7 separate regions of the Mus musculus genome follow, and regions 1, 2, 3, 5, 6 and 7 are each linked to region 4. Evidence: chromatin contacts called from public HiCAR-type, HiChIP or PLAC-seq and promoter capture Hi-C data. All regions are on one chromosome and are shown on one strand. Each heading gives the region's core, a stretch centred on a gene start, on an enhancer-like site or on the middle of the called end of the contact. The rest is flanking DNA. Distances are from core to core; before and after follow the strand shown. Region 1 holds the start of Cct2 (chaperonin containing Tcp1, subunit 2 (beta)). Region 2 holds the start of Yeats4 (YEATS domain containing 4). Region 3 holds the start of Myrfl (myelin regulatory factor-like). Region 4 holds the start of Tmem19 (transmembrane protein 19). Region 5 holds the start of Lrrc10 (leucine rich repeat containing 10). Region 6 holds the start of Frs2 (fibroblast growth factor receptor substrate 2). Region 7 holds the start of Rab3ip (RAB3A interacting protein).

What was found. Promoter capture Hi-C pulls out the DNA fragments that hold promoters and counts their contacts. HiCAR-type assays count read pairs that join an accessible place to other places. HiChIP or PLAC-seq counts read pairs in DNA pulled down with a chosen protein or histone mark.
Region 1: a promoter capture Hi-C map of second pharyngeal arch cranial neural crest shows a contact between it and region 4. The contact joins the promoter of Cct2 here to the promoter of Tmem19 in region 4. A contact is called at or near these places in 4 of 39 promoter capture datasets (cranial neural crest, embryonic stem cells, hippocampal neurons and 1 more) and 1 of 9 other capture datasets (macrophages).
Region 2: a promoter capture Hi-C map of liver shows a contact between it and region 4, with 3 times the contacts expected there. The contact joins the promoter of Yeats4 here to the promoter of Tmem19 in region 4. A contact is called at or near these places in 4 of 39 promoter capture datasets (hippocampal neurons, liver and pre-B cells), 1 of 115 datasets of contacts at active chromatin or transcription factors (astrocytes) and 1 of 9 other capture datasets (adipose tissue).
Region 3: an H3K27ac HiChIP or PLAC-seq map of embryonic stem cells shows a contact between it and region 4, with 12 times the contacts expected there. The contact joins the promoter of Myrfl here to the promoter of Tmem19 in region 4. A contact is called at or near these places in 3 of 39 promoter capture datasets (frontonasal cranial neural crest, hippocampal neurons and stem cell-derived epiblast-like cells) and 2 of 115 datasets of contacts at active chromatin or transcription factors (astrocytes and embryonic stem cells).
Region 5: a contact with region 4 is called in a promoter capture Hi-C map of stem cell-derived epiblast-like cells, with 2.4 times the contacts expected there. The contact joins the promoter of Lrrc10 here to the promoter of Tmem19 in region 4. A contact is called at or near these places in 4 of 39 promoter capture datasets (the C10 cell line, cranial neural crest, embryonic stem cells and 1 more) and 1 of 115 datasets of contacts at active chromatin or transcription factors (acute myeloid leukemia).
Region 6: a HiCAR-type map of astrocytes shows a contact between it and region 4, with 6 times the contacts expected there. The contact joins the promoter of Frs2 here to the promoter of Tmem19 in region 4. A contact is called at or near these places in 3 of 39 promoter capture datasets (liver and pre-B cells) and 3 of 115 datasets of contacts at active chromatin or transcription factors (astrocytes, large pre-B cells and pancreatic cancer cells).
Region 7: a promoter capture Hi-C map of liver shows a contact between it and region 4, with 2.9 times the contacts expected there. The contact joins the promoter of Rab3ip here to the promoter of Tmem19 in region 4. A contact is called at or near these places in 5 of 39 promoter capture datasets (cranial neural crest, embryonic stem cells, liver and 2 more), 1 of 484 Hi-C or Micro-C datasets (neutrophils), 3 of 115 datasets of contacts at active chromatin or transcription factors (astrocytes, large pre-B cells and pancreatic cancer cells) and 2 of 9 other capture datasets (adipose tissue and embryonic stem cells).

The regions. Positions count from the first base shown.
Region 1 is chr10:117,062,177-117,065,887 of GRCm38.p6, forward strand. It overlaps Cct2 (chaperonin containing Tcp1, subunit 2 (beta)), which reads right to left and starts at 1,676. Exons shown (of 16, transcript NM_007636.3): 1 at 1,530-1,676; 2 at 800-874; 3 at 641-706. The coding sequence starts at 1,532.
Region 2 is chr10:117,222,059-117,226,005 of GRCm38.p6, forward strand. Yeats4 (YEATS domain containing 4) reads right to left here and starts at 2,449. Exons shown (of 7, transcript NM_026570.4): 1 at 2,201-2,449; 2 at 116-235. The coding sequence starts at 2,251. It overlaps Gm31963 (a long non-coding RNA gene), which reads left to right and starts at 2,428. Exons shown (of 4, transcript XR_872061.2): 1 at 2,428-2,509.
Region 3 is chr10:116,895,618-116,899,425 of GRCm38.p6, forward strand. Myrfl (myelin regulatory factor-like) reads right to left here and starts at 1,262. Exons shown (of 25, transcript NM_001033333.3): 1 at 1,001-1,262. The coding sequence starts at 1,046.
Region 4 is chr10:115,359,870-115,363,795 of GRCm38.p6, forward strand. Tmem19 (transmembrane protein 19) reads right to left here and starts at 2,398. Exons shown (of 7, transcript NM_133683.4): 1 at 2,183-2,398; 2 at 1,940-2,090. The coding sequence starts at 2,069.
Region 5 is chr10:117,043,370-117,047,091 of GRCm38.p6, forward strand. Lrrc10 (leucine rich repeat containing 10) reads left to right here and starts at 1,972. Exons shown (of 1, transcript NM_146242.2): 1 at 1,972-3,399. The coding sequence starts at 2,054. The coding sequence ends at 2,878. Gm10747 (a long non-coding RNA gene) reads left to right here. Exons shown (of 3, transcript XR_872056.2): 2 at 187-426; 3 at 769-1,316.
Region 6 is chr10:117,146,635-117,150,288 of GRCm38.p6, forward strand. Frs2 (fibroblast growth factor receptor substrate 2) reads right to left here and starts at 1,840. Exons shown (of 10, transcript NM_177798.3): 1 at 1,758-1,840.
Region 7 is chr10:116,948,854-116,952,685 of GRCm38.p6, forward strand. It overlaps Rab3ip (RAB3A interacting protein), which reads right to left and starts at 1,600. Exons shown (of 11, transcript NM_001359645.1): 1 at 1,407-1,600. 4933412E12Rik (RIKEN cDNA 4933412E12 gene) reads left to right here and starts at 1,709. Exons shown (of 3, transcript NR_038026.1): 1 at 1,709-1,839.

The sequences.
Region 1 (3,711 bases), core at 426-2,925, 1.7 Mb after region 4:
CTTCTTCAAGAATACATGCAGATACCAAAACCTCTGGATAGTTAGTTGGCTACTAAATGTTTTCTATGCATGTATCCTACAACCAAACCTCAATGTGTAAAAAGCTTAGACATACAGGCAATACAAACTAGCTCTGCTACACTGTCACAAGACAGCAATGGAAACAAATATCCCAGAACACTATATGACAGTTAAACACACTAAAAGCAGATACACATAAACAAAAAACAGTATGTTACTTTAAAAATGTGTTGCAAAAATATGTAACATGATAAACTTACCTATAAGTGAACAGAAAAATACCAGCTACAGTGTACTTAGATATAATAATAAATAAATCTAAAAAAGAAAAAGAAAAAAAGAAAAAAGAAAAGAAAAATACCAGCAAGTTTTGTAAATGGTAACACTTGCTGCCACTGGAGAGGGATGTGAGATTGGGGATGGTAACACAGGAGAACGGTTTATAATTTGTAAGTTTTAGATTAAAAAACATAAATAAGAACATTGTTACTATCTACATTTACACCAAAGGCTTTAAACCATTATTAAAATTTTGGCCAGCCACTACTACGCAAGACCGCAGGAAAGCAAAATTAGAAACAAACAAAAGAAACTTCTAAAAATTCCCTATCTTTCTTACCATGCCCTTCGGTCCCAAAGTGCTCTTCACCAAGTCTCCAATGGCGATGGCACCGATAAACGACGACTTAAATTATAAAAGAAAAATCAGAAAAGGCGGTCAGAATTTACCCTCACAAAGCGTTGGATTTTATCATTTAAAAGCAACAGACGGGCTTACCAGGCGAGCTGTCTCGGCCCTCTCTTCATCAGCTCCAGCCTTGAAGATATTAACAGGTGCGAGGGAAAGGGAAGCCTAAGAGAGGAAGCCAACACACGCCGTTTGAATGCCAGTACTCGTTAACACCCGTCCAGGGCCTCTCACTAGATCGGGAAGTAGATTATCTAAAGGAAAATTGGTTTACCATCTAATTTCAGGAATCCGTCCTGGGAGTGGGGTATTTACTTAAATGGGGAGAGGGACGCTCATATGGGCGCCAGGAATAAATCATCACACCGACCCACTGGTCTGAATGGCAAAACTAAAGGCAACATTGGGCCGGTCGAGCACGGACCAACATAGCTACCTAGCTACCCTCCATCTTCCGCAGGCAAGCACGGCCACTCGCCCTTCCAGCCCCGCCCCGAAGAGGGCGGAGCCAGCAGGTCCTGCTAGAAACTTCTTCACTTGGGGTGAGGACCGGGGGTCGCCAAGGTCCCCTAGCCGAGAAACAGCCCTGATCTTACAAAGAGATGCTGACTTAGTGTGCGTTCCCCCTTCCCGTCCCGCGCGGAGAGCTCGGTCACCCGGTCCCACGCAGGCCTCATGCCCGGCCCGAGCCATGTGCGGAGGGGCCAGGAGGCGGCCGCTCGGAGCCTGCGACTCCGGTTAGACAAGAGGACCAGCGGGGCGGCAGGACACAGCGGGGCGGAGCAGGGAGCCTAAGTCCTTGGCCGAAAGCTAGGCTCACCATGGTTCCGACGGATTCCGCGTAGAGGAGAGAACCCCTCACAATCCGCGCCGGGAAGCCAGGCCGGGGAAAGAGAGAAAGGCGGAAGTGACGACACGCTCCGCCGCGGGGGGCGGAGCCGGACGCACGGGTTTCCGCCTCCTGCGTGGCGGGCTGGGCCGGAAGCGTAGCGGCTCGCTGGAGAAGGGGCGGGACCTCAGTTGGTGGCGGAAATCATTGAGCTGTGGGCGGGGCTAGGGGCGGGGCCAGGGGCGGGCTGCTTTAGAATAGAACTAGAGAACAAAGAGACAATGTACCGCGCGGGTTGCCGCGGAAACCAAGTTCCTGCTGACATATATTTTTAAAATATAATCTTTCAAAATTTGTTTTAAGGTCAGACGTACATTTTCAAGTGTTGCACACTAATCATTTCTATTATTTACCCTTCCTGGAGGCAACCATTCCCATTTTCGTGCTTATTTTTTCCTTTGGGAAAGTTATTTATCAATAGATTACTAAATGATTTTTTTATAAAGGAGTCTTCATTTAATCTTTCAGACATGATCTGACTGTGTAGCTCTGGCTTAGCTCGGAACTCACGTTGTGGACCCAGGCTGGCCATTCTGGGATGCTGCTTCTGCCCTACCTCAGCTTCATTTGTTTTCTCGGGGGGGGGGGGGGGCACCCTAATATAACTTACATGACTTCAAAGCAGAGATCAAGTCCTAAATATTCCAGTTTATCAAAAATAGTTTTCTCGGGAGCTGGAGCTATGGCTCAGCGGTTAAGAGCACTGACTGCTCTTCCAGAGGTCCTGAGTTCAATTCCCAGTAACCACATGGTGGCTCACAGCCATCTGTAATGGGATCTGATGCCCTCTTCTGGTGTGTCTGAAGACAGCTACAGTATACTCATATAAATAATAAATAAATAAAACCTTTAAAAAAATTAGTTTTCTCGGGCTGGCGAGATGGCTTAGCAGTTAAGAGCACTGATGGCTCTTCCGAAGGTCCTGAGTTCAAATCCCAGCAACCATAGGTTGGCTCACAACCACCTGTAATGAGATCTGATGCCCTCCTCTGGTGCGTCTGAAGAGTCAGCTACAGTGTACTTATGTATAATAATAAATAAATCTTTGGCTCAGAGCGAGCAGGAACTGAGTGGAGTTGACCAGAGCAAGCTGAGGTCCTAAAAATTCTATTCCCAAGAAGGCTCGCAACCATCTGTACAGCTACAGTGTACTCACATAAATAATCTTTTAAAAAAAGAGAGAAATGGTTAAAACATACATAGTCTAGGGAAAAGCCCCAAAACTAATGCAAAAAAAAAAAAAAAGTTTTCTCGGCGCTAGCGAGATGGCTCAGCGGTTAAGAGCAGTGGCTGCTCTTCCTGGGGTGCAGAGTTCAATTCCCAGAAACTCCATGGAGACTCACAACCATCTAATGCCCTCTTCTGGCATGCAGGTATACATGCAGATAGAGCACTCATTCATATATATATATATATATATATATATATATATATATATATATATTACATAAATCATTTTTTAAAAGATTTCTCTTGGAATTGGAGAGATGGCCGAGGGTTAAGAGAACTGACTGCTCTTCCAGAGGTCGAGTTCAATTCCCAGCAACCACGTGGTGACTCACAAACATCTGTAATGGGATCCCATGCCCTTTTCTGGTGTGTCTGAAGACAGCGACAGTGTACTCACACACATAAATAATTCTTTAGAAAATATTAATTTTTGCCGGGCGTGGTGGCACACGCCTTTAATCCCAGCACTCGGGAGGCAGAGGCAGGCAGATTTCTGAGTTCGAGGCCAGCCTGGTCTACAAAGTGAGTTCCAGGACAGCCAGGACTACACAGAGAAACCCTGTCTCAAAAACACCAAAAAAAAACAAAAACAGAAAATATTTTTTTCTCTTTACTCTTGACACCTAAGGCAAAGCTCTCGTGCTTAAAAAAAGAATGTTAGTTTTCCTTTTATCCACTGGTAGGTAGCATTTATCTCTCTGATCACTTAGCAAGTACTTATATTTCTGATACTTGCCGACACTCAGTCATTTTCCATTTTTAGTTATTTTTACCCTTAGATATAGTAAACTAATTTATATTGAGTTGGCAAGCTATGGAGAGTCAAATCTAGTTATCAACTGCTTATAAAGTCTTAAGCACTTAAAACTAATTATGTGTGCAT
Region 2 (3,947 bases), core at 1,199-3,698, 1.9 Mb after region 4:
GGGAGTCTATAATGGACCCACCTCATACTTGGAAAGTTACTATACACAATTTCAGTTTACTGTCAACTAAACAGACTGCACCGCAAACACTCCTTCCGGGAAAAGCGATGCCCACCTCGTTTCTGTAGGGCTTCACGTACACAGTCCACTGGTGAGTGTGCCCGTCTTCTTCTCTCTTCTTTCCAAAGTACCTGGCAACATTGCCATAAACGATTGGCTTAACGATGGTAACCCCCTAAAAGAAAAGCAAGCTGAAAATCAGTAAATACTTCACCAGCACCTGGATAAACACCATGAGCCGCGGCGACTTGGTTTAGGGAGCCGCAGTCTAACCACGTACGGGCTGACTTAGAACAGGCGTCTCGAGCCAGCGTCACATTCACTAACGTTGGCACAATGCTTCCCACGAGAGGGGCTGGGGAGATGGTTCAGGGGTTGAAGAGCTTGCTGCTCTTGCAGAAGGCTACAGTTTGGTTCCCAGTCCTCACATGAAAAGTGGGTTGTTTGGGGTGTTTGTGTGCACGCTGGGCGCCCTGTGCAGCACATGAGGAGGTCACAGATGACTTGAAGGAATAGATTCTCTTCCTTCCACCTTCCTGAGGCCTGCACTGAGGTCATCAGACTTGGTAAGCCTTTTACCTGCTGAGCTCTGCATGTAAAAGCACCTGAGTACTTGATTAGAGAAGAACAAAATGCCTTCACAAACCTAAAAGCTAGGCTACTGAGTTCAAGTTGCCATTGTGACCGGCTCTGCTGGCTGGGAAAGGCTTTTAGATTAGCCTCTGGCAGTGTTTACCAAAGCACAGCACAAAACCCAAGGTCGGTTTATGAGAGAATTTCAGGGCAAGCATTTTCTGCTGTCATCCTTATTATGCACATACAGTTTGGGTATGGAGTACCCCCTCCCCCAAAAGGCTTATTGCTGGTCCCCAGCTGGCGGCTGAGAGGCGCCTGGACTACAGAAGCACCTTACCAAGGGATTAGCATACTGATCAGCTCACAGCTGAATGGCCTAGGAGATGGGGACAGTGGGAACACACAGGCCACTTGGGTTGGGCCTCTCAAGGGCCTATCTTGTTCCTGCCTCACCCCCACCCCTTCCCCAGCTACTAAGGAGGAAACTCAATTTGAGGACTACAGGCCTAACTTTCTCAAGTTATCCTGAACTACAAACTTCCAGATTTAACTTGTGCAAGTAGAGAAGAGTTTTCCCATGAACCTTTTGCTCTGCAATCACTTCCTACCATCCCCAAGCCTTACCTAAAACCCTGGGCAAATGCACAGCTCTACAAAGCCTCTTATACTAACACAGACTTTTACCTGGTATTTCTTTCTATTGCATTTCAGGGCTTTAGGATTTTCGATGATTTCTCATCTTACATATACTGTTAAGGCAGCTATGGATATATAGACACTATGATTAAGGTAATAAAAATAATATGACACCGATGAGGATTTTAAAATTTTTGTAGACTGATGTGATTTCTTTTAAGGAAAAAAAAAAATCCTTTCTGTGATAAGATCTGTAAGTAGAAGCCCCTTTTAGGGGCACGGGGAGAGCATCCTGAACCGGTACCTTAAAAAATAACCAGCAGGGCTGCCTCAGAGGTTAAGAGCACTGACTGCTCTTCCAGAGATACTGAGTTCAATTCCCAGCAGCCACATGGTGGCTCACAACCATCTGTAATGAGATCTGATGCTCTCTTCTGGTGTGCCTGAAGACAGCTACAGTGTACTCATATACATAAAAATAAATTTTAAAATTAAAAAAAAAAGTAACCAGCAGATGTAGGAAGGTGGGAGGGGGTGGCGAGCTGGAGGGATGGCACACAGGGAAGAGACGACTGCAGCTCAGGCTGGACAGCACACCTACATGGTGACACCTGACAACCGACTCCTGCAAGTCGTTCTCTTACCTCCACCCCTATTAATAATACACATATAGATGGGAGGGAACTGAGTGTCACAACGTCCAGTGTTAAGCAACCTTCACTAAACACGAACGAAGCTAAGCGCTCTTTGCTGACTTTATCAGCACGGGGCTTCGGGAACGACAAGACGGACGAGCCTATCCAGGGTCTGCGACTGATGCCCTAGCCACCCCGGCACCTTTGTGTTTGGCGGTGCGGAGGCGGTGACGAGGACTCGGGGCCCAATGAGCGCCGAGCTTCCGCCCCGCGCGCCGCGCCTGCGCACTGACCTTCACTCTCCCGCCGGAGTCAGGTCCAAATTCCGCCATTCTCTTGAACATATTGTCCCCGGGAAGGAGCCGCGGCGGCCAGGGAGAGAGCTCAGGCCGGCGGGGTAGCCGCTCCCCTCACGAGCCGGAGGAGGGCGGGTCGCCTGGGCTCGGGGAGCCGGACAGCCACCTCCTCCACACGCGCCGCGTCGGGGTCGGCCATTCAGCCCCGAGCTGGGAGAGCCGAGCGGAAGGGCGGGGGAGGGCGGCGGCGCATGCGCAACGGGCTCAGGCAGACAGTGCGCACGCGCGAGGCTGCAGCCTTCCCCGGTAAGAGCCTGATGAGCTGTTGCAGCGGATAAAGAGAGATGGGGATAAATTTTAGGCAGAAGTTAAGGGTAGGGAAGCACCAAAATGGTGAACGTTTGTAGCTTTAGGGTTGAGATAACCCCACACACTTCAAGATGATAGACTCTGGAATCAAAGCTTCTGATTGGGCAGGTCAGATAACTGGGCGTGGGCTTGGTAAAGAATATGCTGCCAAGCCTTGTGACCTGAGTTCGATTTCCAAGGCCAACATGATGGCACTACAGAAATGACTCCACTTCCCGCTCTTCATGGCTCAATCTGTTCTGCTGGCCATGTTCAGTCTGACTTTTCCAGATTCGTCGGGAATCTGTTTTCTCCCTATCTACAGTAAAAACCTCCTAAACCATGCCTAAGAGGGTCATGTTCTTATTTTCACTCACCATTCTTCTCTCTCATACCCTTCCCCAGTTGGAACTCTTCTTTCCAACAAGCCCCCCTCCTACTTTCATGCCCTCTTAGTTCGTGACCTATTGGCTTTAATTGGCGTTTCCTGTCCTACTATGGATGTGGGATTCTTTACCGAAGCAAGAGTAATTTATCAGTGGTACCTTACTAAAGAAAATGGCATCTCTTTCCCAAACAGTCATGAATTTTCAATAGTCCCTCTGGGAAGGGTGAGGCCCCTGGACCCCTCCCGCCATCCATGTTGAAATGTTAACATGCAATCGCAGGTCCTATGCAGATAACCGCAGCTGCAGTAAGTTCATGAGTGCAATGGCCACGTTGTGGCCAGAAGGTGTCGTTTTTGATACATGTCTCTCCATTCTCTGGCTCTTTATACCCTGAAATATTCCCCAATCTTGGAAGGAGTGGTACAACTGTCCCGAATAGTGCTAAGCACACCACCATCTCTTATTCCTGGGCGTTTTGGCTAGTTTTGGGTTTCTGCATTAACCACTGCTCATTGCAATAAACTTCTCTGATGAAGGCTGGGCACAGCACTAATCAATGAGAATAATCAGGAGACCGAGAAGCGAATTTAACAGCATGGTCAATCAATTTTTGCTAATTTTTAAAGAAAAGATTTATTTTATGTATGGGAGTACACTGTAGCTGTCTTCAGACACACCAGAAGAGGTCAGCGGATCCCACTACAGATTGGTTATGAACCACCATGTGGTTGCTGGGAATTGAACTCAGGTCCTCTGGAAAAGCAGCTAGTGCTCTTAACCACTAAGCCCCCAATTTTTGCTAATCTTTAATAAAAGTATTTTTTTTCACTGTATTATCTATTGAGAGAGAGAAAGAGAGAGAGAGAGAATGAATGTGGGTCCTAGAGATCTGGTTAAAGTCATCAGGCTTGATAACAAGTACCTTTACTTTTGCCAGCCCCTGTTTTTGATAATCTTGGCTGTTTCTATAGTCATCCCGTATTTTGAGGTTGTCCTGGCAGCTCTTG
Region 3 (3,808 bases), core at 12-2,511, 1.5 Mb after region 4:
CTTTTGGCCGTGACCCAGAGTCTTACAGTGCCTTTGATGGGACCTGCCTTCTTTAGCATTGGGCCTTAGTTCTTTCCAGTCTTTACAAAGCTCTCATTTGTCACACACTTTACAAAACCCAACAAAGTCCAGGATCCAGTTTTCGAGCGTGCTGCTAACTGCCCTGGAGCGAGTGCACCCTAGACCACCCTCATTCACCTTCACGGAAAAACCCTGGACCGTGTAAAAGCTTGGCCACTTTTCCTTTCCAGAGGAAGTCTGAGCCCGGCTAATTGAAGCCAGGCTAACACTGACGCTCCCAATCATACATCAAAAAAAGGGTGATGGAGGCAAGGTCTTCCTAACACGTCCGAAAGACCCACCATAAGAACATTCTCCCTATGAACTGTGAACAACTGTGCCGCCATGTTGGATGTGGAGCAGCGAGAAGGCCTGTGTACTGACGCTGCTGTCAGTCACACTCATCAGGGAGAGGTTCAACTGCAAACGCAAACAGCCGTCCAGCTTCATGTTTTTAAAGTGTTATGAACAAGCAGAAAGATGGGATCAGGAAGTGGGCGTTCCTTTGCTGTCTTCGGCTGATTTGAAGTTAATTATGTTAAATTATACTAAGACATTTTAATTAAAATCCTACCCTTTTTGTTACATGGTATTTAGTCATCTCAGCGAGAAGACAGAGCTGGCATTTTTAAAGCATTTAAAGGACAGAAGGAGTGAGCCCTAATCCATTCAGACAGGTGATAATCCAGGTGCCCACTCGACTCTTAATGAGGAAGAAACCTAGGTAAGATGGAAGCCTGGATTTGAAAAACAATTAGCCATATCTCTGATTTTTGCTATCAACGAAGCGAGTAGAGCCTGTACTTCCCTACGCAGGAGTTATCTGATAGTGTTCTTCCAGGGGCGAAGCGTAAGTGGACTCCGCGGCGCAGAGAGTGAAAGTGAGTGGAGACAGAGACAAGGCTCAGAGAAGAAACCGTGGTGCCCAGTGGGCTCTTACCTTCAAAGAACTGCTGCAGAGCCTCGTTTTCACCCAGCACATCCATGGTGCTGGGGTTCTAATGGCTGCTTCCTCTTCCAACAGGAGCTATGAGACCTCAGGAGTAAGTGCTGTCCTTGGGACTCAAAGCCTAGGAAAACTCCTGGAAGGTCTCCATAGTCTTTTTATTGACGTGAAGTGGTTTTTCAGCCATTCCCTTAAGCCCAAAACAATGGCTAAGTTCTCGAATGTGATTATAAAACAAAAAGGCGTGCAGCCACACAGGGAAAAAAAAATCACGAAGAGGGAAGTAATGGCAAATCTATCTCTCAGGAACTGCTTCTACTTTGCCTGTGGGCTTTGTTTTAAGGACCTTTGTCCTTGGTGATACATGTAATTACATAAATGGGCAATAAATGAAGAGCCTTATCTCTTATAGGTTCTTTACACCAGCGTTTCTTCCATCTCCACCTTCATTAAGCAGATCTAGTCAGCCAGAAAAAAAAAAAAAAAAAAAAAAACAGTTGTTTTTCTTTAATCTCAAAAATGGGGAGCATCAATATAATCGGTTTTGGTGGTGGCCAAAAAGACTGGGTTATTTTAAAGGCTTTGTTAGAATAAAAAGTAAAATTTGTTCAATAGTTTCAAATGTAAAGTGCAAAATTATATTTTCCTCAGTACACACTTAGACGACTATTTCTTCAAACACACACACACACACACACACACACACACACACACACACACACACACACACGAGACAGGATTTCTCTGTGTAGCCCTGGCTCTCCTGGAACTCACTCTGTAGACCAGACTGGCCTTGAACTCAGAGAGATCCTCCTGCCTCTGACTCCTGAGTGCTGAGAATAAAGGCGTGCGCCACCATCCCCAGGCTTCAAAACCTATAAACGTTAAATGTGTAGACTAAGTATGAAAGTCCCTCTGTAAGTACATCCTTAGTTTGAAACGTTTAAAACTAGTTTTGCCTCACAATCTTGAGACAGAACCAAATAAAAAAGCGTCTTCGCTGCTTAGCTCTCCTTTGTTTAGCAATCGCCTGAGAAACATAGTTAGAAGGTAAGCTGTCATTCTGCCCCAACCTTCCTCTTTTCTGTCCAACTTTTTATTTTGAAAACCATCATGAGCCTAGCAAAGAAATCTGGAAGAACGAACGCTTCCACAAAATACCCAGAGGCTTTTCTTCCAGATTTATTAGTCATTACCTTCATACTCTTCCTTTTTCCTTTTTCTTTTTTTAGTAGATAAAGTTTCTTTTAGGCTGAGCCGTATTACAATAAGTCGCTGACATCTTGACATGTCCTCTAAATAAGTCAGTATGTGCCCCGTACAGTAAAGCCATTCACTTGTGTCACAATTTCAACTACAATAACATCAATTAATATTATTATCTTGCTTAGTTTCTCCTGATCCTGAAATAGCTGTTATATGACTTCTGGTTCGCCAGTACAGTGTTCAGTAAGTGTTCCTGAGTGGCCTTTGTTAGTTTTGTAAACCTCAGAGCGCGGTTGAGGATGTGGCTCATTCTGTAGGTCAAGTGAAGGCTTAGCACACAAGAGGCCCTGGGTTCTAGCCAGAGTACTAGAAACTAAATAAAGGTAAATACGTTAGTTAGTTAGTTAGTTAGTTAGTTAGTTAGTTAGTTAACAAGCTAATTAAATAATTAATTGACAGACTAGTCCTCTTGCCACTTCCATTGATTGCTCATTTATGATTTTGGGTGTTTGTGTCTGACCAGTCTACTGTCTTATAGAATGTCCCTTGTGAATTTGTCTCTTGTTATACTATCAGGATTAGCATCCATGATGTAGGATATTTCTAACATGTATTTTAAGATCTCACACAGAAAGGGGCTGGAGAGATGGCTCGCTGGTTCAAACCACTGGCTGCTCTTGCAGAGAACTCAGGTTTCATTCCCAGCTCCCACAGGGCAGTTAAGAACCATCTATAGCTGTGGTTCCAGAGGATCCTGGAACTAGGCCATGCACCCTTTCTTGTTTATATGAGAACCAGGCACAAAAGTGGTGCACAGACATACATGTCAGTAACATACCCACACACATAGATTTAATTTGTTGTTGTTGATGTTTTTGTTTGTTTGTTTTGTTTAGTTTGAGACAGGGTATTTCTGTGTAGCCCTGGCTGTCCTGGGACTCAATCTGTAGAGCAGGCTGGCCTCAAACTCAGAGATCCACCACCCGCCTCTGTCTCCTAAGTACTGGGATTAAAGGCATGTGCTACATATCTGAGCATTGCTTTTTCATTGTTACTAAGTTAGTACATTGCAGGTAGCTAGTACTTGATAATTTGGTACCATGCAGCAGTCTATTGTGTGAACATCTATTCCCGTCACCCCCCCCCCCCCACAGGTCCAGCTTTGAATTTTTTCTAGAACATCATTATGCGCATATTCTGGGGTACTTCATCCCAGTATTTCTCTCCAGCATATACCTAAAAGTGGAATTGTTGCTAGGCATAGTAGCCTACACTTATAATCTCAGCACTTGGGTGGCAGTGGCAGGAGGATTGCTATGAGTTAAAGGCCAGCCTGGGGTATACAGTGAGTCCCAAACTGTCCTGGGTTACATAGTGAGATATCATGTCACAGATATGCAAGTGCTTAACATTTTAGTTTTCTTACCTTTAAATTTATTGTCATGTGTTCATTGTATAAAAAAAAAGTGTGTCATGATGACGTTTCTGTGCCTGTGGTCTTGGCGGTCTTCCCACTCCCTTTGCACAAGCTCTACCCCAGTGGTCCCGAATAGACCTTTTCTTTTAAGTCTCAATTCCATATAGGAGAGAAAATGG
Region 4 (3,926 bases), core at 1,148-3,647:
TCTATGTATGTATATGTATGTAAGTATATATGTGTGTGTATGTATGTATGTATCTATCTATCTATCTATCTATCTATCTATCTATCTATCTATATATCTATCTATCTATCGAGAGACGGGGTTTCTCTGTGTAGCCCTGGCTGTCTTGGAACTTGCTCTGTAAACCAGGCTGACTTCGAACTCAGAGATCTGCCTGCCCCTCTATCTTCCAAGTGCTGGGGTTAAAAGCGTGTGCCACCACCACAACTTGGTTTATTAAATATTCTTAAAATTATTTTCATACACTACGAAGAGCTAATAGGGCCAACTGAGCCACAGAAGATTGGAAAAAAAAAAGCCTTATTTGGGGAAGTGAAGCTATAGCTCACTCATTTACATTGGGTGTCTGGTCCTAGTGGAAGAGATGAGCTTAGAAATCCTAGTTTGTTCCACTTACTTATATCAGAATGCTCTTGTGTGCATAGGCAACTTCTAAGACAACTTCAAAACTTAAAATCTGTGTGTGTGTCAAGTGTTGTGGTGCATTCACGCCCTTTAATCCCAGCAGATCTCTTTAAGTTCTAGGCCAGCCTTGTCTATGTAGTGACAGTCTGTCTCAGAAAAACAAAAACAAAACAAAAAAACCAGTGTGTGTGCATGTTTATGTGTGATGTGTGTGCCCGAGTGTATATGTATTTGTGTGTGTGTGTGTGTATAGATAACATGTATGTAGAAGTCAGAATAACTTTGAGTTGGCCCAAGAGTTCCTGGGGGTTCTCCTATGCCTCCTCCTGCCTAGGAGCACTGGAATTATAAATGCGTTCTACTGGGCCCAGCCTCATGTGGGTTCAGGAGATTCAGACTCAGGTCCCCAAGCTTGCACAGCAAGCACACCCAACCCAGAGTCACTACCTCAAGTCCCCGTTTTGAAATGTTACAGATCTCACTGGAATGTTGGCCCACATAATTCCAGAACATAGGAGCCTGAGACCAGAGGATTTGAATTTGAGATCACCCAGGGCTACAAGCTGGGGCCTTGTCTTAAAACAAAACAACCCAAACAGGCAACAAACAAGAGTTGGATATGGAGCAGCCTCTGAACACATGCATGGGTGCACAGTATATGCAAAACCCTGGATTTAACCCCCCCCCCCACTCTAAGAGCCAAATCCAAAATAATCCTTTAGAACCATCACAGGACCAAGGTATATAATCCGAATATATTAATGCCAAAATGAAATCCATCAGCTTGTACAATTAATATATACTAAGGGAGAAAAGTCCGTAAAGTCTTGTCTTATGTTGAAGTGTCCTGTAAAGTCATATACGATGGTTGGAGGTTGTAATCCCAATACTCTGGAGGCTGAGACAGGGATCAGGAAGAATTCAGTAGCAGGAGCAGTAGTAGGAGCTAAGACAGCAAGATTTGGCTTCATGAGAGCAAAGATGTACCAAGAAGCCAATGGAAAGACCAAGTGGCTGCAGGGTACGGTGATGATCAAACCGGACGAGCAAGAGGACAGTGTCTGCACGAGACCTATCTATTTGTGTGAAGTGACAAATTCTTCAACTTGCAAATGAAAAGACTGTACCTCCTTTGTTATTCTCACGGGATTATGAAACCGCTACACCATGGCAAATCTTAAAAAGATAAGCATCCCCCAAATTGTTTCACAAAACTACCTTTTATGTCTCCCCCCCCCCCAACTAAGGTAAACAGAAGTAATTATTTGAGACATGCGTTTTGTGATAGGTATCATTAAATATCAGCACAAGAAACATCATGGAAGGCTGTAAAGTTCTCTAGACATTGTTTATCTTATCACCGTAGCAAACCAGATTCAGGTTTCGGCAGTGAACATAACTGTTCTTAACCATTTACATATTTTTTGGATTTTGAAGTCGTAGTTTAAAATTCCACCCATTAACTTCTAGCAAAACTTAAAACACTTTTACTTACCATAATAGGTGCTAGCAGTCATTGACATAATCCAGAACGCTAGGGAAATGCAAATGATCAGGCTCAGTATTACTATATTGGTAATCATCTTTATATACCTTTTGCACGTAGTGTCGTCACTATCTGTCATGGAAAATAGAGCTACGAGCACCTGAGGGGGGGGAATAGATAGCATTTCAGATGAACCAAGTCATTCAAGTTTCTTGCAACAATACTCCTTTAGAGGCATAGAGAAATACCAACATCTTCCACCAACCGAACGACAAAATAGAATCGTAAATCCAAAACGTCTAGTCACTGCTGCAGGCGCAGCGCTCCGGCTCGACCCGGGGAGGTTAACGCCGCCCTTGGAAAAAGAAGGTGCAGGGAGGATGCACAGAGGACCCGCCAGGCCAGCAGGGAGGCCGGCAGCTCCCACCTAGAGGGACCCGGAAGGAGCACAAACGACCGGTGGCCAATGAGCGGCCAGCACCGCGGAGCCCCGCCCCTCCCCGCCCTCGGACCCCCCCCCCGAGCTCCGCCCCCGCACGGCGCGCTCCGCCCCCTGGGCCCCTGCTCCAAGTCTGCCCCAGCTCCACCTCTGCCGTACGCTGCCCGGGCAAGCGAACCAAGGCTGGGAACAGCGCGGGCGAGCGCCTTTACGTCCCCACCCCGCTGCCCCGGGAGTCGCTCTGGTCTCTCCGCGACTCCCTCCGTGTACGCATGCGCAGCAGCCCTGCTCCGCTCACGTGACTCGTCGAGGCGGAAACCCGGCTTGAGTTTGCTTAGTGTCTCTTTGCGGGTCGGAGTGCTGTTTCTAAAGCACCTCCAAAATAGACGTTAGGACAAATTAGGTCTTGGGATTTGTGGACAGCCTAGACTTGAAAAAAAAAATGTCACCAGTAAGGGTGGTGTGGGTCACTAAAACCTGCCATTGATGGAATAATGAACTGCGAGTGAATTTAGAGCCAGTAATGGGTTGTAACTTATGAAGCATTCATACCAGGCGATAGGGTGTGGACGACGTAGGAGTTTATCGTTAGAAGCGAAATTACTTAGAAAGTAGCTTAAAACAATGGCTTGGCTCTTAACCTGGGCCAGACTCAACTGGTACTGCGGTATGTAAACATAAATATAGTTCCCACGGTTGAGCTTTTGTATAATTACTGTTCTAACACACATTGTGGAAGTGTCTGTCCCCATCCACTCTATCTGTAAAAGTAACTTATTCGTCTGATGTATTGTCCTCTTGTAGGGCTCACTGTTGAATAAGCTCACCCTTTATAGTTCTTTCTAGAACTCTGGCTGTCTGGTTCAACCTAGCTGTTCTGGCTCAAACTCCTCACCAAGCTGCCTGATTCAATCTGGCTTCTCTCAAGTTCCCATTGAATTGTTCTGCCTAGCCTCAAACAACTCTGGCATTTTGTTCTAATCACCTGGCTCCTTCTTGTTCTCTGGCTTTAGTTGACTCTGCTCACCTGCAATGAACTTCATAGACTTGAAACAAACAAAAACCACAACCCGAACTCAACTGCAACTGCACCGCACTCCTGGCACTGCCTCCCACCTCTGACTAGCTGTCTCTCCCTGCACTGGGGCTCTTAAAATAGCTTCTCTTTCCTGTGCTGTCCTTGTAAGATGCATTCTGTCTCTGACTCATTCTGTCAAATCTTTCGATCTTTGTTACTTTGTCTGGCCCTCAATTAGACATCACTTTCACACCTGGCTCCTTCCTTCTAAAAACGAATTTGACCTTAAAGGACTGTACTCAGGTTGTATCCGTGTTCCAGGCAGAGGGGTTAAAGGGATGTGGCCTGTCTGCGATCTAGCCAGATCATAAAGATCTAGGTCTTTGGATGTAATCCCTTGCTAGAGGAGCCATCTTGCTGGATTAAAATTCCTCTACAATTTCAAGGGTGTGTATCCTGTCCATTCATTTATACAGCAGACCATCCTATTCTCAGATAATCCGAGTCTTGGGACTGATTTCACCTTTTATACATGGGTA
Region 5 (3,722 bases), core at 722-3,221, 1.7 Mb after region 4:
CTCTAACACAGTAATATAAGGAGCTCTATACTATAACAGGGTAATACAAAGAGATCTATACTATAACAGGGTAATACAAAGAGATCTATACTATAACAAGGTAATATAAGGAGGAGCTCTATAGTCTAACACAATACTATAAGGAGGAGACTCATAACTTGGTCAATTCACTTTTCGCCTACCCAGATTCCATGGGGTGCTGAATGGGACACTGGGGCTGTGAGGAGGGAAGCGTCTGTCCCAGAGTTTACTCGGCATCCGGGATGACCCAAAGTGCTGCCAGTTTCAGCATGTGATTTGCACATACTTTGCTGACTTGTAAAGTCACCCCAGGTGACATTATTTGGCCAGTGAGTGGGGAAGACTCTGGAGGAGGGGGAGGAGCCTGTTTCCTGCTGTACAGCACAGAGCCACATCTGGGAGACAGTAAGCACTTCTGCATCCATTTCCAGTAGACAGATTTTTAAATTAATAGTTACCTTTATTTGTGTGTGTGTGTGTGTGTGTGTGTGTGTGTGTGTGTGTGTGTGTGTGTGTGCTTGCTCAGGGGTGGAGCTTCCCGCTCAATCGTTCTGCCACGCCCACTGGTGGAACGTGCCGCTTTGCTGTTTGGAGTCACACACGTGGTCACCCTGCTACTGAACTCCGAGATTATTTGGCGGGAATCGGGCCCCCTCCCCCTTCCTTCATAACTGAGTGTCGGAACAGTAAAATTGAGCTTTGATCAGAATGCCTGTCTTAGCTGCATCATTTTCTCTCGCCGCCTAGCCCCTCTTCTCTTCCAGGTTTCCAGAATGCCTTTCCAAGCTAGAACCCAGGCTATGATCTGCTGGCCGGACACAACATGCAAGATCCCACAGAGGCCAGAAGACAATGTTGGATCATCACCCCACACCTCACATCCAAAGCTGCCGTTAAAGACAGTTGTAAGCTATCAGATACAAGGGCTGGCTGGCGTGGATATGGCGTGGATATGAGGGCTGGCGTGGAACCTGGGTCCTCTCAAAGGGCAGCACGCGCTCTCCACCTTTGAGCCATCTCTCCAGCCCCCAGCAGCCAGACCTTGGAGGCCCTCGTTCTTGGAACGGTCTGGCTCATCGTTGCTTTTCTCAACTGGACGCGATTATGGACGAGAAGTACAGAGCTTTAATGGCCATTTAAATGGGTCTGGAAAGTGTTCCCACCTCTGGAAAGTGCCCCCCCCCCGGGTGCATTACATTCTAATGAATTAATTAATAATTACATTCTAATTAATCTATGCTTTTGAAGGCTAGTCAGCCTTCCTTCTTGTCCTTTGTCAAAGAGAGGATTTGTGTGTGTGTGTGTTCGTTTTGGCAGAAATGGAGACGGACCCCAGGGCTTCAATTCTGCCATACGAGCACCCTACCACTGAACTCCACTTCCAGCTCAAATGTACCCTTTTACAGTGTGGCAAGACGCTAGCTGGACACAAAGCAAGACTGTACAAATCAGAAGCCATTGCTTCTGATTACATATTGGTTAAGGCTTGTTGGAACTGGAGAAAATCTGTAAAGGATGTAGGCCTTTGGCAACACTTTGAAGGATGCATCCTGGAAAACTTAGCAGCGGGTTGTTGTTGTTTTGTGCCCCACTCAGGATTGAAGCAGGGCCTTGTTCGGGTTAGGTGAGTTGTAACACAAAGGAGATGACTATGCATTCAAATATTTACAGTTTTACCTACATAGTACAAATATAGGTGTTTTTCATTTTTACTTCTCCACCTTTGTCACAGTATTTTTTCAATTTGGGGGGGGGGGGCGGGAGATCAGGAGAGAGTAGATAAGAGATCAGGGCTTAAGTGATTAAAGACAAATATGTGAGTTGGACAGGACGTCCCAGACCCTGCCTGTCCGGCCTGTCACCAGACACTCAAGCTGCTATCAGGAGCACTTTATTCTGTCAAAGTGACTGGCTTTTGTCACCGAATTCCGGGTTATAAAGAGAGGGTAGAAGGGTTCCCGAGCAGTGAGCACAGCCAGCCCACTCCCTGACAGAGTTGGTGGGCAGGGGCTCGCCTTGCAGCCCGTTTCACATGGGAAACACCATCCGGGCCTTCGTGGCTTTCATCCCCACCGACCGCTGCCAGAGTTATGTGGTGGGAGACCTCCGGGAGATGCCCCTGGACAGGATGGTGGATCTGAGCGGGAGCCAGCTGCGTCGCTTCCCACTGCACGTGTGCTCCTTCACGGAGCTGGTGAAGCTCTACCTCAGCGACAACCACCTTCACAGCCTGCCTCCCGACCTGGCACAGCTGCAGAACCTGCAGATCCTGGCCTTGGATTTCAACAACTTCAAAGCTCTCCCCCGGGTGGTGTGTACCTTGAAACAGCTCTGCATCCTCTACCTGGGCAATAACAAACTCTGTGACCTCCCGGATGAGCTCAGCCTGCTCCAGAACCTACGGACCCTGTGGCTCGAATCCAACTGCCTCACCCGGCTGCCCGATGTGGTGTGTGAGCTGAGTCTCCTTAAAACCCTGCATGCCGGTTCCAACGCCCTACGTCTGCTACCCGGCCAGCTCCGGCGCCTGCGCGAGCTCAGGACCATCTGGCTCTCCGGCAATCAGCTAGCTGACTTCCCCTCGGTACTGCTTCGCATGCCCTTTCTGGAGGTGATCGACGTGGATCGGAACAGTATCCGCTACTTCCCCAGCCTGGCCCACTTGACAAATCTGAAGCTGGTCATCTATGACCACAATCCTTGCAGAAATGCCCCCAAGGTGGGCAAAGGGGTTCGCCGTGTTGGGAGATGGGCAGAGGAGACACCAGAGCCTGACCCCAGAAAAGCTAGGCGGTACGCACTGGCCAAGGAAGAGAATCAAGAGCCACCTCCTCCCCTTCTTCCTTCCAGCTCTTGAACAGCTGAGGTTGAAGGCCAATTCAAAGGTTACCCCACTGCTCCGAAGGCATCTCATTAGAGCGGAAGGGATGGTCCTGGCTCATCCCAGGGCTGATGGAGAGAAAGCCAGGTGAGATGCTGTAAAGGAATAGGGCGAAGAAAACATTTCCAGCCCCCAGCACCTCTTCCTAGGGGGAAGGTGTGTGCTGTTGCTGGCCTGGAATCCAGGGTGACTGTCACTCCTGTGCCAGAAGCAGTTCCTTCACACGAGCTATTTTGAAACACCAAAGAACAAGACCAGCCACAGCACTCTTCCACCACGCAGGAGTAGCTGGTCACAAGGCTGGTGAGTGCTTCAAAGACTGTATTTGTTAAAATAAAGAAAACAACGCCACCAGCTGCTCAGTGGCCTGTCTCTAGCTCTCTCTAGCTCTCATGCCTCTTTCCTTCCCGAGAACTTCTGCATAGTACCAATGTACTGCTGTTACTAATTTGGTTCCTGAAAGGGACAACTCTACCCAATCAGTCTTGATTCGAAGGAAAATAAAAAAAACAAAGCTGTGGTCACACAGCCTGAGCCCCTCCCCCCCCCCCCCCCCCCCCCCCCCCCGCACTTTAGCCCCTGCTGTAAATGCCACAAAGAAGTCTTTCCCTGAAGCTCTGCCTTCCAACTTCCCAGTGGTTCAAGCCGGTTCCACTCGTTTTCCCTCGTAAGGTTTGACCTAAAGTCCGCTCAGTTTACTGTCATCTGAAAAGCCAAGCCTTTCTTCCTCGAGACAGCCTCCTGATTCCTAGGGTGAGGGCAGGCTGCCCCCCAGAACAGAGCCATGCCTCCCGAGAGTCACACTTTGTTAAAGGTAGAA
Region 6 (3,654 bases), core at 590-3,089, 1.8 Mb after region 4:
CATGTGCCGATAACCAGTAGACCTGGACTGGGGACATGGGGCAAACACAGGACGGTCCCTGGGGCTTGCTGGCCAAGCAGCCCAGCCGGAAGTACAAGCTCCAGGCTCAGGAGACCCTGTCTCAAAAGGATCATCATGATCATGGTGCTGGGTAGTCTAGGTTCACCTCTGGCATTACACACACAGAGAATTTGTTTTTTAATGAAATAAACTTTTCTTTTGCATAAGACAGTATATGCAACTCGTCACTTCAAATCATTCCCCTCATTCATGATATCTTCCCTTCCAGTAGTCGAAAGAGAAAGTACGAGAGAGAGAGAGAGAGAGAGAGAGAGAGAGAGAGAGAGAGAGAGAGAAACAGTATAAATCCTAACGTAAGCATAATAAGGGCAGATAATGTCACTGGTTTCATGAAGATGACTTGTGTATATTGACACCACCACAAGGTCATTTGCAACAAATAAACTATCTGATAATAATTTAAAACTCAATAAAAGCGGAAAATAGCTCCATTATTTCCTACAAACCTTTTATCCGTAGTTTATCACCTAAACTCAGTTTACTAACAGTGCCTACAAGATTTTCTTCTCTAGGAAAGTCTCAGTTTATTGGAGTTAAACACTTCATATGCTTAAATCAACAAACACCTCTGTCCCGCTGTGGGAACACCCCCACCCCGCGTTCCCACAACTGGACTACACGAAGAACCTCCGAGGAGAAACTGAGGGAAATTATATATATATATATATATATATATATATATATATATATACATATAATATACATACATATGTGTGTGTATATATATGTGTGTGTGTATATGTGTGTGTGTGTGTGTATATACACACATATATACACATATATATAATTAGCTCAAGAAATGACAGTTCCAAGTATGAAAGTAAACAAACTGGGGTGAAAAAAAAGGATACAATTCTCCAGCCTTTTGCAGTCAACTTGTGCAAGGTCCCGACTGAAGTCTTAACAACTGTGACTTCGGATGAGCGCAGGAATTCGGAAGGCTGATTACAGAATAGCATGGTTTTTTTTTTTTTTTTAACGTCAGCAAGAACACGGGGAAACTCCTCTGAATCTACGAATCTCCTCAAATCTTTGTTTTTAAGAAGTAACTCCCAACAGTTTCAGTTTGCAAGGGAGCAAAGACCCTTCGAGGAATGGTACTGCCTCACTGACCGACCCTACGCAGGCATCCAGACCCAGTTAAGTTTCGAGCCGAGTCCAAATCGAACCTCCGGCGACCCCGACGCAAGCCCCGCAAGAGATCGCCAGCATCCACACAGGGAGCGCCCCACCCTCGGACTGACTACACCCCTGGGACACAGGATAATTACTGAGACGGGAAGAGGGGACAGATCCAAGAGGCGACGAAAGTTGGACACTGATGTCCAGTGCAGTCTGGCTGTCCCGGTCCCCAGCGTCCGAGTGCACAGACCCCACAGCGGAGGCACCGAGCCCACTTGCCCGATGCAGAGAGGGGGTCGCAGCGCCGACGGCCGGGCCCCGCTACGGAGTCCCCCCTCTGCGGGCGGCCGCGGCTCCGGGAACCCCGCTCCGGCTGCGCCCCGCCCACTCCGCGGCCCCGCATCGCGCCCCTTCCCGGCCCGCGGGCCGCGCGCGCTCCGCGGCGGCCGACGAACCCCTTCCCCGGATCCCCGACGGCTGAACCTGCAGCGGACAGCCGGGTCCGAGGCTCGCTCGCCCAGCGCAGGCCCCGCTCGGCGTCCCCGGCTACTCACCGTCGGCGCGAAGGCGCTGCGAGGGGCGCGGGGTGGCAGCCGCGGAGCTCCTCACTCTCCCCGCGACCTGACCCCCTGCTCGGAGCCTCGGCGCCTGTGTCTACAAGGCCTCTCTCCAGCCCGAACCCTAGACAAGCACTTCCGGGGGAGCGGGGGAGGGCAGGGGTTTGGCACCGGAACTGCTCCCAGGCTGGAGCTGCCAGCCCTCCCGGGAGGGGCGTGGCCTCTGCTCCGGGCGCCAGCGGACCCGCCCCCGAGCCCCGCCCCCGGGCTCCTTGCTAACCCCTGTGGTCCCGCGGGCCCCGAGCTACCGCTGGCACCCCTTATTTTAACGCCTGTTAGGATCGCTCCCTTCTACTTAATTCTACAGGGGCCCGGAGAATCTAATTTCGCCGAGCCCGGAGCATTCACCGGCTTGCCGACCGGCCGGCGGTGTTATCCTTTCTCGCTTCTGTCCCGCGTGAAAATGCAGTTGACATTTATCGAAGGAAGGCTTACGGCGTGGTAGACAGGGCATTTATTACGCGATTCGGTGGCGTTAACTCATTTAATAACCTTCAAACTCCTGGAAATTGGTGCTTTTATTCTCTGTGTCTTACAGAGAAGGAAATCGGCCAAAGTATCGGACTTTACCACATATGCTGGCTCTTGGTTTTACTTTAATTTGTGGTATGCGTAGAACTCTCATTTGCCCCAAACAAGACTTTTCAAATTATTCAAAGACGGGAGCCAAATTATTTCCCTATATGGGTCATCCTTTGCACTTTAAACAAAGGCTGAGATGATGGGCTATGCAATCTTAGTGCCAGGATCCTGTTTCTTTACATTTCACCCTGGTGTGTGTGTGTGTCGTGTTCATCTCTGGATTGTAGACGTTAAAAATAATATAATGCATAACGCAATAGTAAGCATTTCAAAGTACCCAGGACTGAGTACGTCCGCACAATTCTTATACCTAACCAGTAACTAGCAATAGAGAAGACCTGGGCACTTTTGAAACTTACCAAAGACAGACAGTATGAGAGCCTACAGAGTCAGTGTCAGGCAAAGAAGTGAGACGATCTTAAAAGATTTGCTCTGTCACAAAATCAAGAAACATCAAATATTAAAGGCAGGTTTTCAGTATGAAGCAAAGCCCCACATGGAAGAAAAGGGCTCAAACCTGACAAGCTATTTTGTTTCCAGCAGTCTAAAAAGGCTGAGGCAGGGAGAGTCCGGAGAGTTTCTAGCCAGCCTAAGCTTTACAGTGAGTTTCCAGACAAAGGTGGCCAGGACTATGAAGCAAGACTCTTGTCCAAAAAGAAGGAGAGGAGGAGGAAAAAAGGAAGAGCAAAAAAGAAAAGAGTTTCTTAGCATGCATAGTGTCTGTTAAATACTGCAGGGACAAGTGTTAAGACAATCTGCTTTGAGAAAGGCAGAGTAAAAGAAAACCCCTTATTACAAATTTAAGATGCAAACAATGCCATCACTATTGCTGTATATAAAGTACTGCCTTGTGCTTTATGTAATTGCAGAAGTGTTTGTAAACACTTCCAGAATTCTCAAGTTCAAGCAGCCTTTCATGCCTCCTAGTAGACTGAAGAAGAAGAAGAAAAAAAAAAAAAAAAGACCCTGCACAGACAAAACTTAGGCTGTCTCTAGCTGTTTACCATCTCCACCCCCCAATCCCAGACACGAGCACGAGTGCGCGCCAAGGGCAGCACACGCGCGTGCGGGGGCGCGCGCGCACACACACACACACACACACACACACACACACACACACACACAGAGCCCAGAGACCTAGTGAGGGGAACCCTCAATCACAGCCTGTCACGTAACTGGTAAGTGGTGAAGCCTGGATTTAAAAGTGAAGCTGTGTTCTCAGGTGCTTTTCACCACGCTGCCAGCAGGTCTC
Region 7 (3,832 bases), core at 350-2,849, 1.6 Mb after region 4:
TCTGCCACGGCGTAAATATGAGGGGTGGGCAAGTCCCAGTAATTTTTCCATTAAAAAAATATATATATATATCTGTAGGGCATCCACGTATACTGCAGAGTAGAGGCATAAAGAAACTCTGAGGCAAAGAATATGTCTCAGAGTATAGAATTACACTGATTCAAAAGTACAGCTGCATTTAAACAGAGACATCAAAGCTCCACAAAGAAACTGAACATCAACCAGGCAGTGGAAGGTGAGAATCATTCGCTAGCACAAATGACTTGCTATGTAAGCAATGAGGCGTCTCATCAAGCACGCTCATTCACAAAAGAAGGCATTAATTCAAAACATCCTTGGGCCGGAAAGAGAAAAAAGTTGAAAGACGTCTGTTCTTATAGTTAAGAATGCATTGCTGAGTAAATCTGTGTAACTGTTAAGTTCAGTTAATATATTCCCCTAGGGCCTTGAGGAGTAGATTCGGAATGCAGTGTCTATTCAAACATGAAAAGTCCTCTGAAAACGCACAGTCCTGGTAAATAAATAACACATGCTAACTGAACAAGGCCCCATAAAACTGGTGAAATATTTAACAGTATCAAATATTTACAACGATGGGCTGCATACCTACTCTGCCTCCTTTTCCTCTCGATTCATTGTTTAGAAACAAAAACTTAAGAACAGTGTAATGAACAGAAACCGGGTCTTTCAAGAGATTTACAATAGAACGGTTTGTTTTAATCCTCTTATCGGCCTCTCCTCCAATTATGCAATCATTCCAGAGCCAAAAGATCACAGGGCTCTTTCCCTTGACACGGGGGACACTGAGAAGTGTCTAAACAGGTAGGCTGGGAACAGGCAACATTTCCTTGAAACTAAAGTGCCTCTGGGGCACCAGCTCTAACTCGGAGGAGAGTGCGCCAGCCAGCCATTACGGATCGATGTTTTAATCCCCAACAACTGGCAACTCTTCGCGTGCTGCAGCGTCCACCCGGCACCATCCTCTCCCCAGCCTCGCTATTCCGCGGGCGGCGGGGGGCGAGCGGCCCACGCAGGGGGAACCGCTGTTCTCCCACTCCCGGGGTCCCGATTCCCGAAGTCAGGCTGGGCCGAGCGCGGCGGGGGAGACCCCGGGAACCGGCGACCCCCGCACATCCCCGGCCAACCGCGCCGCCCGCGACTTAAGCAACTCCGCGACCGAGGCCGCGCGGGCCGCCAGGTGAGCGCCGGAGCCGCCGCCCTTCGGGTCCCCGGGGCTCCGCAGCGGGCGGGCGGACGGGCGGACGGGCGGGCGCGATCCGCGCCCTCCCCGCCGCCTCCTGCACCTGCCCGGCCGCGCTCCGGGCCGGCGGGACAAGGGCGCGAGGCGAGGCGCCGAGGGGGCGGTGCTCACACCGCCCGCCTCTCCCTCCCGCCGCCGCACTCACCTGCCGGATCCGCCGCGGCCGCCGCCCGCGCTCGGCAGCGCTCGCAGAGCCGCAGGGTGCGCGTGCCCAGCTCGGGAGACGCGGAGGACGGCGGCGGACAGACGCCGCTCCACTCCGCCGCGGCTGGCGCTCTCTGCGATGGGAGCCGAGGGAGGGAGAGCCGACTGCGCCTGCGCCGAGCGCCGGGCGGAGAAGCGGCCGCCCCTCCCCCTCCCCCGCCCCCGCCCCGGGAGAGAGGGCGGGACTAGAGGCGGGACCGGGAGGGAGTGGCGAGGGGGACTCGCGCGCTGCGGCGCCCCCTGGCGACAGGAGGGGCTCGGTGCAGGCTAATCCACGCGCGGAGTCCAGGGTCCCTCTACAGCGGTTTCCCTGGGAACCACTCTGGCTGGAAATCCTGTGGCTGCCTTTGGAGGATGTGAACTCTCCTGGGATGGTAAGAGGCTTTGGACTGTGTATTGAGGACAAGCAGAACCGACCTGAAATTCCGCGTCTGTGGATACCTGAAGCTGGAGTAGGAGGTTAGGGGCCCGGGGAGGGGGGGGGGGGGGGGATGGGATGGGCGGGGAGCTGGTAAACCCAGATCCTTCCACTTTCAGTTTCCAAAGACCGTCTCTCATCTTTTACAGGAACTATATCTATTGTTTTGTTTTGTTTTGTTTTGCTTATCAAACTTCCATCCCACATTCGGGCTTCCAAGTTGGAAAACAAAAAACAAAGTACAGACAGAATCAAGCCCTGAAAATCAAACTCAGGGATGGGGGGTGGGAGGGAGCAGTCATCCTCGGTATTTCCGCCAATGTTTGTGATACTCAGAGGCAGGGGCTGCCATTCTGTTGAGTACATCAAGGAGGTGGTAATAAAAAGGAAGCTATGTGTGTGGTCCCTGTGATCAGCCACCTACTGACCTCTGTGACCTTAGGCGAGTTCATCTGCAATATCGCCAATCTTCTCACTGATAATTGGAAATAAGAATGTCTACCTCATCAAGGTTTTGAGAGTTAAGTGGTTTAATATATGTAATTAGTGTACCTCACCACATTCTGTGACACAGTGAGTCATACAGAAACACACATGTGTACACACACACACACCTCTACAAAAAATTCCTACCATCCAAAGACTCAAACAAAAGGAGACAAGTTTACTATTAAGAGAAAACTTTATGGGCTCCCTGTTTTACACATTTTTTTTCTAAAGAGATGTTCACACACACACACTTTTTGTTTTGTCTTGGTTTTCGAGACAGGGTTGGCCTCGAACTCAGAAATCTGCTGCCTCTGCCTCCCAAGTGCTGAGATTAAAGGCATGCACCACCACTGTCCGGCTCACACACACATCTTTTATCATATGGAATTGGTAATTACTTAACCCATGCTCCAGTTTCTTTGTAAACCATTCCCTGATGCTCGCCTGCCTCCCAACCCTAACTCCTTACCTGTGATCCCAGAACACTGTATTTCAGTGGTTCTCAACCTTCCTAACACTGTGACCCTCTAATACAGTTCCTCATAGTGTATACTAACCCCCAACCATAAAATTATTTCCGTTGCTACTTCATAACTGTAATTTGGCTACTGTTATGAACCTTAACATAAATATCTGTGTTTTCTGATGTCTTAGGTGACCCCCTGTGAAAGGGTCATTTGATCCCAGAGGGGTTGCGACCCACAGGTTGAGAACTGCTGCTTTAACTCTTGCAGTGCATATTCCCCATGAATCATAAGTAGACTTTCCTCTCTTTTCTCTTTAGTCTGTGTCTTGAGAACAGGCACTCTGCTTGACAGAGAACTCTGTAAAGGTAGGAAGAGGAGATGGTTGACACACAGGGAGAATGCTCTATTTGGTATATGAACATTTGGAGGATTGGCTCTTCAGTTTATTCAATGTAAGACCCAAAACATCACGGGTCTACAGAAGACAGTAATGCTAATGTGTGTGAATCCCACAGTGACCCACATGTATGTTAACTACAAGATCATCTGTAGTCTTAGAGAGTGGGCTCTAGCACTGTTTGAGAATGGGGAGAGTTACTGTAGAGCCATGACTAGAAATGGCTCCCAGAGGCTCATATATTTGGAGCTTGGTCATTGGGAATTATTTATATTATAATTATTATAATTGGGTCCTTGACAGGGATTAGGAAGTGTGGCCTTGTTGGAGGAAGTGTGTCACTAGGGGTGGACTTTGAGATTTGCTTGGGTGACCTCCACCCAAGCAAGCTTCCAACTTGTGAAAAGGAATTTATAAAAAGCTTAGGGGTTGGCATAGATGCACACACCTCACATCCCAACACCCAGAGAGCAAAGGCTGGTGGATCTCTGAGTTCCAGGCCAGCCTGGTCTACACAGTGAGTTCCAGACCAGCCTGGTCTACAAAGAGCCTAAGCCAGACCCTGTGTCTCTCTCTTCCTGCTGCCTGTGGATCTG